2 separate regions of the Rattus norvegicus genome follow, and region 2 is linked to region 1. Evidence: chromatin contacts called from public Hi-C data. All regions are on one chromosome and are shown on one strand. Each heading gives the region's core, a stretch centred on a gene start, on an enhancer-like site or on the middle of the called end of the contact. The rest is flanking DNA. Distances are from core to core; before and after follow the strand shown.

Region 1 (5,386 bases), core at 2,802-5,301:
CTTAGAGATTTTCCCCACCGATTGCAATTATTTCTGTTCAACAGAAAAGATAACTCTATATGTGGGACACATTGCCCTGTAGGACACTAGGCAGTTTCATCTCTAAACTAGGAGTCTTATCCTAGGATAGTGTATAATGCCCTATATGCTTTGTTCCTCCCCATTGTTCTCTGTCCCAGTTTTGCCATTCTACTGTTGGCTTGATGTGCGATCCATCCATTGCAAACACCGAAAGGCATATAGGTACATCAAGAACTAAGCCAACAGCCAAAGGGTTGTGGCTCTGAATGTGAGGGATTTTTGGAAATGTTCTCTTTGCCAATGTATTTTACACTGATTATCTTTACAGATTTGCAACAGGATAATCATATAATTAAAATGTAAGCCCAAAAGAAAATAATAAACTTCAAAGAAAAATTCCAAGAGATTAACAGTGTTATATTATACTTTAGTTGAGTAGTACTCAAGCAAATCTAACCAAAGCGGAAGAATAATTAAAATAATCTTTATGGGAGCCAAAAGGGAAGAAGAAGGAGGAGGAGGAGGAGGAAGAGGAGGAGGAGGAGGAGGAAGAGGAGGAGGAAGAGGAGGATGAGGAGGAGGAGGGGGGGGAAGGAGAAGAGGAAGAAGAGAAGAGGAAGAAGCAAAGGCAGTAGAACTCAAAAATAAAAACTCAACACCTCAAGATCACTAAAGTCTTACGTGTATTGCTGGCAAGAACTATAAGCAAGGATCAGTAAGAAAGTTAACAGCCTTTAGTTGGACTGAGTAATAGCTTCTTTATAAGGTAACCTGTTTTTAAATTCCAATAAGTAATTTTTAAATTCTAATAGTAATAGTATTACTATTGTTGTGTAATATTTCACAGTAATGGATATTGGTTTAATGTTAAATATACTATTAGAGATAACTTGTTCCATTGAAAACTTTATACATGAAATTTATAATTTTAGTGTAGAATGTTTTTAATAATTTACATTTAAATAATGTTAAGCCAGAAACACAATGTTTATCTTACATATCTTTATATAAAGTTATTAAGAATTTGGGAAGGTATTTTATTCTGATATGCTTAAAAGAAAGTCTGATTATGAGAAATTTACAAATGAAATATCAATATTTGAGGCTATGTCATAATTTTTCTTAATAAGACTCTTTAAATATTTAAATATAGTCTCACATCGTTAATTTCTTTTCTAAATATTTAAATTTTGATTAATGGACGTCCCAAATAATAAAAACAATTAAGAATGTTCTTTACTAATAATAGTGTTTGGAAACTAAACTCAGAAACCTGAGGGATCTGGGCCTTAGGGCTTACTTAGTCCAGTATCCCAGTTACTGAGGAAGCTGAGGCAGCCGAATGGAGGGTTCAAGTCTAGCCTGGGGAACTTAGTAAGATTCAGCTCAGGAAGTCAAAATAGTGGCGGGTGATGGCTCAGATGTTAGAAACATTGGCTACTCTTCCAGAAGACCCAGGTTCAATTCTCAGCACCCACATGGCAGCTCACAAACATATGTAAACTTCAGTTCCAGGGGATCAGCACCTTCTTCCTCTTCTCCGACACACACGTGATGCATAGGCATCCATTTGAGCAAAACACTCACATATAAAATGAAATAAACTGAAAAATAATAATGGAAAAAAATCAAAAGAAGGCCAGGGCTATAGGTTTGTGGTAGAGTGTTTGCCTGGTATACAGGGTCCTTAGGTTCAATCCCAAGCACAGAAAAGAAAACAAACAAACAAACAAAAATCCTTCAAGAAGAACTAGCTTGTTTTTTCAAAAAATTTGTAACGAATTTTTCAAATAGACTTTGAATAATCGTTTCTCCTGTGGAAGGATCTACTGTGAGTCCCGTGCACAGCAGGGAGCATGGCCCAGCTCACCACCCTGTGAACTTTCCTGCTCACTAGAAATGTGGGTACACCATCCTGTGGAGGGTTACTTCCGGGTCTCACTCTCCTTTCAACCCTGCAGATTCCAACACTTGGTGTCAGTATTGCCCCAAAGCCAAAGCATCTTGTCAGGATTAGGCTGGAAATTAAGAAAATCCGTGAACAGATCACCCAGAAAAGCTCTGAAGTGTGTTTTCAGATTCGAAGGCAGAACAGCGAACTGGAATTGTGTGTGAGAGAGACATCGCTAAGCTGGTGGCAGGTCCCACGGGGTCCCACGGGGATGGGGAGGGCCCTGGGTGCGGTCTGGGACAGGGGTTTGGCACTCTGGGCAAACAGGTTGCCTCACAGCCACCTGCCTCTCCAGGAACGTCTTTCTAGCCCATGCTAGGACCTGCTCTTCAGGAACTTACTGTGGCCCATCCTTATTGTAGTAAGTGCTTGGTGCCAACGGGTGTGAGGACCACAGCGTGTAAACATACACAATTGAGAAAAAAATGAAGGAAAAAGGAAAGTAGGCTAGTTGACAGGTTAGGGGTTCTAGAATCACCCAGGCACCCTATGTTCTCTCCCAGCGACTGAAATGTCTGTTATTTCTTCCCATTTCCTCTTCCTCCTCCCCCTCCTCCTCTCCCACCTCCCCCAACCCTTCCCATTTTCCCTCCCCCTTCTCCTTCTCCCCCTCCCTCTCCTCCTCCTCTCTGCCATCTCTTCCACTTCCAACTCCTCTACTCCTCTGTCCCCCCTCTAAACATACTAGGCACGCAGGCGTGTTTGCGTTTGTTGCTTTATTGCCTTTTTTCTAAGCCACAACTGCTTAGTGCCTGGGATGTCCGTCATTTCTCACCTGGGTTTACACCAAGCCCAGTCAGCTTGGCGAGGTCCCCCTCTCCCTGGTATAGAAAGGGTTCATGTCACCCAAGCACCTGTGCCTATGAAGGGAGAAAACAACTGCTCTCCCCCTCCCAGCAATGGACACCTTTGTCTTTTATAAACACAGAACCATAGCGCCCCTTTCTTCCCTCCCACCCCATTCTTCTGCGCGCTCCCTCTCCATTTCCTGTTCCGTTCCCACAATGTTGAATCCATCCTGCCTATAGGAATCCCCACTCCCACCCCCCACTAAATGCACCGGCTGCTTAATTTTCTAACATTCTTCCTTGGCTTTCAAGGGTTCACTTTTTTTTTTTTTTTTTTTTTTTTGGTATAATCTTTCATGGGGTTTAATATACATGGCTGGTTTCTTGATATGGGCAAGACAAAGGTATAGACTAACCTTACCTTGCTTCCAAAGTGGTACTGGGTTTTGCCTTGCACTGTGGGAAGGGATAGGTGGCTGGGAAGAATTTGACTACCCACCCCAGAGATTCGGGTGCAGTCGTGAACTCTGCCCTCTAGTGGGGAAAGAAGTGAAAAGCCACTGTCTTGGACCTCACCAAGTCTCTGTTCAAGCGGTGGCAAGACCAGATACTTCTACACTAACGGGAACCTCCTGAAGGAGGATACACGCTGTGGATCCTTGAGTCAATTCCATTTTGGACCTGGGCTTATCATTCCCAAAGGATCCACAGGAAGACGACGTTAGGATGGGATTTTCTCCTAAAGTGCTACTGACCCTCTGCCTCGTGGGGAGATGCTTCATGACCCGCTTCTGTGATAGAATATCTGAGATAAATCAACTTAAAAAACAGGTTTATGTGACTAACACTTTCAGAGGTTTTAGTGTACATTTGTGTCAGGTCCCAACTCCCCCAAATGACAATCTGGATTCAGCTTAGGATAACTTGGACCAGGTCAACACTTAGCATTCCTTAGAAATCTTGTAAAACGGGTTTCTGTTTGCCATGAGAGCCATTACTTCCTTGTATGCCCCTCCAGTCTCCAGAGAGTGCATTGAGTTCTCTACTAACTTAAACAGGTCCCCAGAGGATCAGAGACTCATGCTGGCTCCTGAGGTGCTCCAGCTAACCCACCCTCCGTGCGCTGCAACCCGTCTCCTTATATTTGGCAGGACTCTCCCAATACCCATGCTGTTTTCTCTGAAATCCAAGAGATAGTGGTTGAATAAACTGTTTCCCTTACCCACAGAGCTGTCTAATTTTGGTGGTTTCACTTCCCCTTCCCTTACAAGTTGATGACACACATTGGTTCTATGATGACGGGGGATATGGAGTCGGAAGCAAATGGCAGAAGCTGGAGTGGGATTCACCTCATAAGAGCTGAGGAGCAAAGAGACAGAAGAAAACGTTGTCCCCCTTAAGGACATAACAGCCTGACTTGTTTTCACTAGGCCCCATCCCTTAATGATTCTATTATCTCCCAAAAGTATCAGAGGCTGACGACCAAGACTTTAGCTCACAGCTATTTGCGAATATTGAATTTCCAAGCCATGAAAACAAGTAGAATTGAGAAGTTGATATTGCTTATACTGCAGGGTTAGCTGAGAGAAAAATCATGACGAACATTACATCCACAAGCATGAGAGCCATTGCCAAAATTTAAAACCCAAACGAGGGGCCAAATGGGCAAGGCTTAAATAGCTTCTTCGTACTGAGAGGCAAGAAGGAGGAAGCTGGGGGCAAATTTAGAGGTTCTCTGAGTTTTAAGGAGAGAGCAAGCCTGGAGAACCACAAATGGCAAGAGTTCCTCAGAAAGAGTAGCCATGATTCGGAAGTTTGCTTCTGCCTCGTGAAAAGTTGATTGCTCTTTGGCTGGTGAAACTTGAGTAAGTTTCAAGGTGACTTTGCTCCTCTTGGGTGACTCTGATTTGTAGACAGATAATGGAACTTCACAGACACCTCTCATTGCTCCACCCCCAAAGTTGCCTGCATGAGGATCTATTTTTTTTTCTGGGTCCCAACACTTCTGTCCTTGAACCAGGGTCCTTTCCTGCAGTTCTTCTGAATCTCAGATATTTTGATATCTCATGGGATCATTATTTACATCAACGATACTCCAGACAGTGATATTGGACCTTTCAAAAGGTGTTCCACTCAAATACCTGGACTTTGGACCCTGACACCTGCTGGGGAGTTGAATGTGTAAACAATGTAACCGTTGTTCAGTAATCTGCCCATGTCCCTTTGCAGCTGCTGTGAACATTTTCTCTGCATTATTTAGTATGTTTTTATTAATCGTGAGATCCCCTTAATACATTTAACTAATTTCTTGATATTGAACAATTGTGGTCATTTTTTAAATTTTCATGGCACCAATTAACACATTGATAAACACTCGTATAGCACAATCTTTTTAAAAATATCCTTCCAAATTGTGTACATTATAAATTATGCCATCATCATTTTCATTGCTAATATACAGTAGGTAATACCAGCATCTCCGATAGCCATTGTCTTAGCTAAGATCTTTATTGTTGTGATGTAACACCATAACCAAAAGTAACAGGCCAAAAGGGGTTTATTTTGGCTTACAGAGCCAGATCATAGTTCATTCCTGATAGAAGTCAGGCCAGGAACCCAACAAACA
Region 2 (5,580 bases), core at 754-3,253, 50 kb after region 1:
GCTGGTCAGAGTTTAAAGTGGGATAGCAAAAACTACACGCTGCAAAGTCCCACTATTCTTTGCCAGTTTGCTGCTATTTACCCCTCTGTGTATTGTACTTCCTTTGGTGTCCCAAACAAACTAATCCACCCATCTTTCTTTCTATGCTGGTTGTAAAGACTCAGAGGAGATTTCAACTAACTTTTCCTCCTGCACTGATTTGAATCATACAAAATCTAGTTTAAGATGCCACTAAGATATTTTGTGCTAACCGTGATATTTTACTTTTTTTTTCTATACCTAGGGACACAAAGATGATTCACTGTTACCTCAATAAACTGACCTTGCAGAACATTCCAATGATTGGCCAGAATTCTGAATGTAGGCCTTTGATGCATGCATAATGCACACAACTAAATACATTCTTAAAAGTGTGCTGTTAAATACTGTCTTAGTCAGGCTTTCTATTCCTGCACAAACATCACGAACAAGAAGCAAGTTGGGGGTTTATTCAGCTTACACTTCCACATTGCTGTCCATCACCAAAGGAAGTCAAGACTGGAACTCAAGCAGATCAGGAAGCAGGAGCTGATGCAGAGGCCATGGAGGGGTGTTACTTACTGGCTTGCTTCCACTGGCTTGCTCAGCCTGCTCTCTTATAGAACCCAAGACCACCAGTCCAGGGATGGCACCACCCACAATGGGCTGGGTCCTCCCACCTTGACCACTAGTTGAGAAAATGCCTTACAGCTGGGTCTCATGAAGGCATTTCCACAACCAAGATTCATTTTTCTGTGATAACTCCAGCTTGTGTCAAGTTGACAAACAAAACTAGCCAGTACAGATTCTGCGCATTTCTGTAGGTGGAAGAGACAAGAATGAGCAGAAAAGAGAACCAGGGAGAAAGAGGACCAAAGGATATGGTTTCCTTAAACTTGTAATAATGGCATGGGGTGGGGTTGAGGGGGGAGTAACTTAGTAGAGAGAGGTGGAGTAGATGAAGACGTGATAGTATAATACTGATAAAGTCTAAAAACAGCCAAGGGGGTTGGAGAGATGGCTCCCTGGTTAGAGCACTGTCTTCTCTTCTAGAGGACCCAGGTTCCTTTCCCAGCACCCACATGGTGGCTTACAATTGTCACTAAATCAAGTCCCAGGTGATCTGATGCCCTCTTCAGGTCCCTCTGGGCACTGCTGTGTATCCCAAGCTGGCATGGAATTCAAGTGAGTCCTCCTTTCTCTGCCTCTGGAGTTCTGGAATTTTAGGTATGGATCCTCACAACCAACAAGATGGCAGGGTTAAACTACTACATTCAGGGATTATTTCCTATATGGAAGTAGTTACTGGAACACGAGATATAGACAGGGTCATGGACAAAATAACAATTTAACGTTTTCTTTATTTTCTTTACTCTATAATCTGTAATATTCATTCCATAAAATGAGGAGGTGGGAATTAATTCATAGAAGGCAGAGAGAGAAAAGGGTCACAGTGAAAAGTACACGTTGTCATTCTCTACTTGTGCCAAGCTAACAAGAGAATGCAATTTGAGGTGAAAAGGAAACGTAAGAGTTAAAACAGTATAACCAGGAGTGCTGTAGATGAGACAAAGATGCTTGCAGCTAGATATGAGGTAGGCAAATGGATCTGATAAGAGACAAACAGGCTCTGAGAAGGCCAATTACAGAAGAATGGCTGGCTAGCTTCCACGTAACCTTTCCCCTTTGGGAAGCACAAGCTAGGCACCACTGCTTAGTCCATAGCTTTGAGTTTTTGCTTCTATGCAGATATAATAAACTAAGTTGTATGTAAGAATGATATCTAGCAAGGACTGCTCCCTTTCAGAAAAGAGACCCCAGTCCATCCTGTTGAAGATAAAAACAGAACCCAAAACATTACTTCCTGGTTACCAAGAGAACAGAGAGATCTCTGTATAATTAGCAACATTTGGAACACCTGCAAGGTCAGAGGATCGTAATCCTGGCCAATTGACTAACAGTTCAGGTCAACAGCTAACAAGGTACAAGTCAGAAGTGAGCAGAGAGAGGCTTCGACTGACTACCCTTGACTGGGTGGGTGGAGCATAAACAGCCCATGACAATCTTCCTGTTTGCCCAGGGAACCAGGCCTAGAGTATATGGGTCCTCCATTGGCTCAGTCCATGATAACCCAGAGAATTAACCAATCTCAAGAGAGATGACCTCTGCTTTGTCCAGTTTCTGCCAACACCCTAAAAAGCCACCAAACAAAGAAGTTCAGCAGCCTTTCCCTCTCTTTGGAAACCTCTCTCAGCTCCTGGGAATTTCCTTCACTTTTCTCCAGACTGTCTTGACCCACCAGCAGCTTCCAATAATGACGCAGAGACTTGTGTTTATTACGAAGCTTAGGCCTTAGAGCTTAGGCTCACTCCCAACTAGCTCGTATGACTTAATTAACCTGTTTTTGTTTTGTTCTCATCATGCCCCACGACCTGCTTCCTCTCCTTCAATACCAGCGCATATTTCTTCTTCTGTGTTCGTCTGATGACTCTTCTATGCCTGATTCTTTCCCAGAGATCGTTTCTTGGCCTGGAAGTCTTGCCTTTCTGCCTCTGCCCTGCTATAGACCATCAGATCTGCAGGTGATGCTTCTTAGAAAGAACAATTCCAAAGTCCAGATAGAACTGAGCAGTCTGCTGGTGCAGAAATCAGGCATTTGAAATAATACAAAGACAACCTTTACATAGTGCACAAGAAGATTATTCAAGACCTTGGCTTCTTATTTTTTTTTTTACTTTCCTATAATAATGCTTAGTAAAACTTACTTCCAGTCTGCAGACTCCGGCGAAAGTCCATGCCTTTAATTTTCATTGGCATGAGACAATCAACTTTGGAGCCATAGTCTCAGGTTGGTCTTCAATGATGGTAAGTATTTAATCCTTTAGATTCTTGGGTCATGCTCAATTTGGATGTAAAAGTCTCCTTCATCCCAGAATCCTGCATGGTAGAAAAAGTGTTCCAACCAGCAAGGCAAAGGATGCTGGTTTTATTTGGGGGAAAAGGTGAACATTTTTTTGCAATAATTTTAAAATGGACTCATAATAATTGCCCAATTTTGGGGCTAAGATTGGTAATTTCAAACTTACTTTCTCACTAAGATGAGGACAGGGAAATATACGCCTAAGAAATAATCGATTGGTTAACATGAGGTTATGTTTGGTGGTAAGGACAAAAGGTAGTGGGGACTTCGTAATCATGCCAAATGAAACTGGCCTTTTGGGGAAGTTTTCCTGTTATCTCTGTAACCTCTATCACTTGGAAGGTCAAATAAACAGCCTTGTTTTACTTGGTGAGGAGGCAGTTTAGTGTGAGTACCTCCATTTTGATTTCTAGCCAGGTCTTCTGGGCTCACCTTCAAAAACTTAGGGCAAACAATGGACTTCTGTACTTTCTACAGAACAGCAGTGTACATATTTTCACTGTGTTTACTGTTTAGTAAAGTCCTCTGAATCAGAACTATGATCATAACTACTATCGTGCCAGATAAACTAGCACAAGGACAGCTAGAGAGGTGTGAGTAGCCTCTCTAGTGATGATGAAATGTGAAAAAAGATAATTTCTGAGAGCAGTGGTACAGTGTCACCAAGGAAATGGATTGTCCTAAAAGCAGAATTTTAGTTCCCAGAGATCACTGCAAATAGACTTACATTCTTAGCTTCGTTCCTCACAACCAACTGCACTTGGTGTGGGAAGCCTGCTGCCCAACTGGGGCTGGCCCACGCCTTACAGGAGGAAAGCCACGAAGTTTATAGAAAAAGTATAGTAAGATTTCCAGGCAATGGGGCAAGAAGCCATCTCTGCTGCTTTATACACATGAGGCTTTTATGTTGTGGGCACACACAGACACACATGCACACACATGCACACAAGGGCTCTGTGCAGCTGGCAGTGGGCAGGTCTTCCTGGTAACTGAAAAGTCATTGTTGCTGGAAGAAAAGGGAAAGGACATGCTTCTAGTGAGGTTTGTCTTCTGTGGCAAAAATGTGAGGAACTTGGCAGACTTCCTAAGAAGATGATGGTTCATGCTGTAATATAGGAACGAATAATCCCCGCCAGATTCAAGAACTGAAAGTGAGAAATTCTGACTCAGGAGCCCTTCCCTCCATAGGAAAGGTCCAGCATGAAAGAGAACACAGCCAATTCTGTCAGTACCTGGCCAGTAAAGTTGTGTATGGATAGTATTTGAAATATCTGATAGCATTTGAAATGATTGTTTTGACTTTTTCCCTTTGTTTGAGGTATCTAGCCAATTAAATCTTAGCCCGTCCACAAACAATTACTGGGAAGTTGACCCCAGATGTTCAGTGGACATGGAAATTTCAAGAGATGATATTCTACATCTGTAGTAAGCGTATCACTTCCATTCTGCACTCAGGATCTGTTTACCCAGTCACTGGTCCATATTTAAAATAGAAGTATCAGGCTTCCTTTCTCTCGCCCTGAAGCCAGGGAATGTGCACTGAAAGTTGCTGTAAGGTGTCCTGATCTCGTCAGTATGTTTACTGATTACCAGACACCCTCAATTACTGATACAGCCAAAGTTCGGACAGGCTCATGTTGACATGCTATGGAAAGTCCGTTAGCATCAACCTGGTTGTACTTGCCACTATATAATTCACTTTTCCAAGAGAGAGGTATGAACATATTTTTGAAGTTATAGCTCAATTATTACATTTCTCCATACTACTTCTCCCCACCATAATTCACTTTTAATAATAATTTTATGTATTCTTTTATACCGTGTATATTTATCATGCCCTTCCACCATTACTTTGCCCCAACAGCTTCTTCACCCCCACTGTCTTCCCAGTGTCATGTCCTCTGGGTTTGCTGTTGTTTTTGTTTGGTTTTGATTGGTTGGTTTGGTTCTGTTGCATTTTGTTTTGTTTTGTTTTAATTATTGATAACCCCTCTAGTTTAATTAGTGTTGCCCACATGCATGTAAGTGTGGGCTTATCCACTGAGACCTGGCCAACCTACTAGCAGCCATGTCCTCAAAGGAGATGACTCTGCCTTCCTCAGCCACCATTGACTGTCAGTTCCTCCTCCACCACGATTGGGGCATCCAGGACCCCACCCTTTGGATTGTGACAAGCTTGATATCGTCTAAGTCTTACGCAGGCCATCACAGGTGCTGTGAGCCGACAGCCGTTGTGTGTATGACAACCTGTCACCTTACATCTCTTCATCTGCTGACTCTTGCAGTCTTCATGCTCACTTTCCTGGATGGCCCTTGAGCTCTGTGTGGAGGAGTATAAATATAGACAATTCTTCCAAAGTCTCGCGATGACTTCTACTAATATCGGAGCTGTTAATACTCTTATTAACAGCTACATAGTGGGTTTGCCACAGAGGGTTAAAATTAGGGAAACAGTTTCCTTCAAAAAAAACAGCTACAAATAAACAAACAAAATCTTCAGTAATAAACCTAGCCAAGGATGAAAGGCATCTATGGTAAAAATCTTAGGATACTGAAGAAAGAAAGTAATGAAGACGTCAGTAGTCGGGAAGACTTGATGGATTGGAAGAATTAATCTTGAGATAATGGTCATTTTAACAACA

What was found. A called contact is a pair of places that touch in the nucleus more often than the background predicts.
Region 2: a Hi-C map of liver shows a contact between it and region 1, with 2.8 times the contacts expected there. The contact joins two enhancer-like sites. A contact is called at or near these places in 3 of 12 Hi-C or Micro-C datasets (hepatocytes, kidney and liver).

What each region holds. Positions count from the first base shown.
Region 1 is chr16:52,079,435-52,084,820 of GRCr8, forward strand. No RefSeq gene overlaps it. Among named protein-coding and RNA genes, the nearest start is that of Ptmal4, 54 kb to the left of the region's middle. Within about 2 kb of position 4,052, at least 11 of the 93 cell types and tissues checked have an H3K27ac peak or open chromatin away from gene starts, as enhancers often do. A contact at or near this core is called in liver, where this site is marked.
Region 2 is chr16:52,131,303-52,136,882 of GRCr8, forward strand. No RefSeq gene overlaps it. Among named protein-coding and RNA genes, the nearest start is that of Ptmal4, 110 kb to the left of the region's middle. Within about 2 kb of position 2,004, at least 5 of the 93 cell types and tissues checked have an H3K27ac peak or open chromatin away from gene starts, as enhancers often do. A contact at or near this core is called in liver, where this site is marked.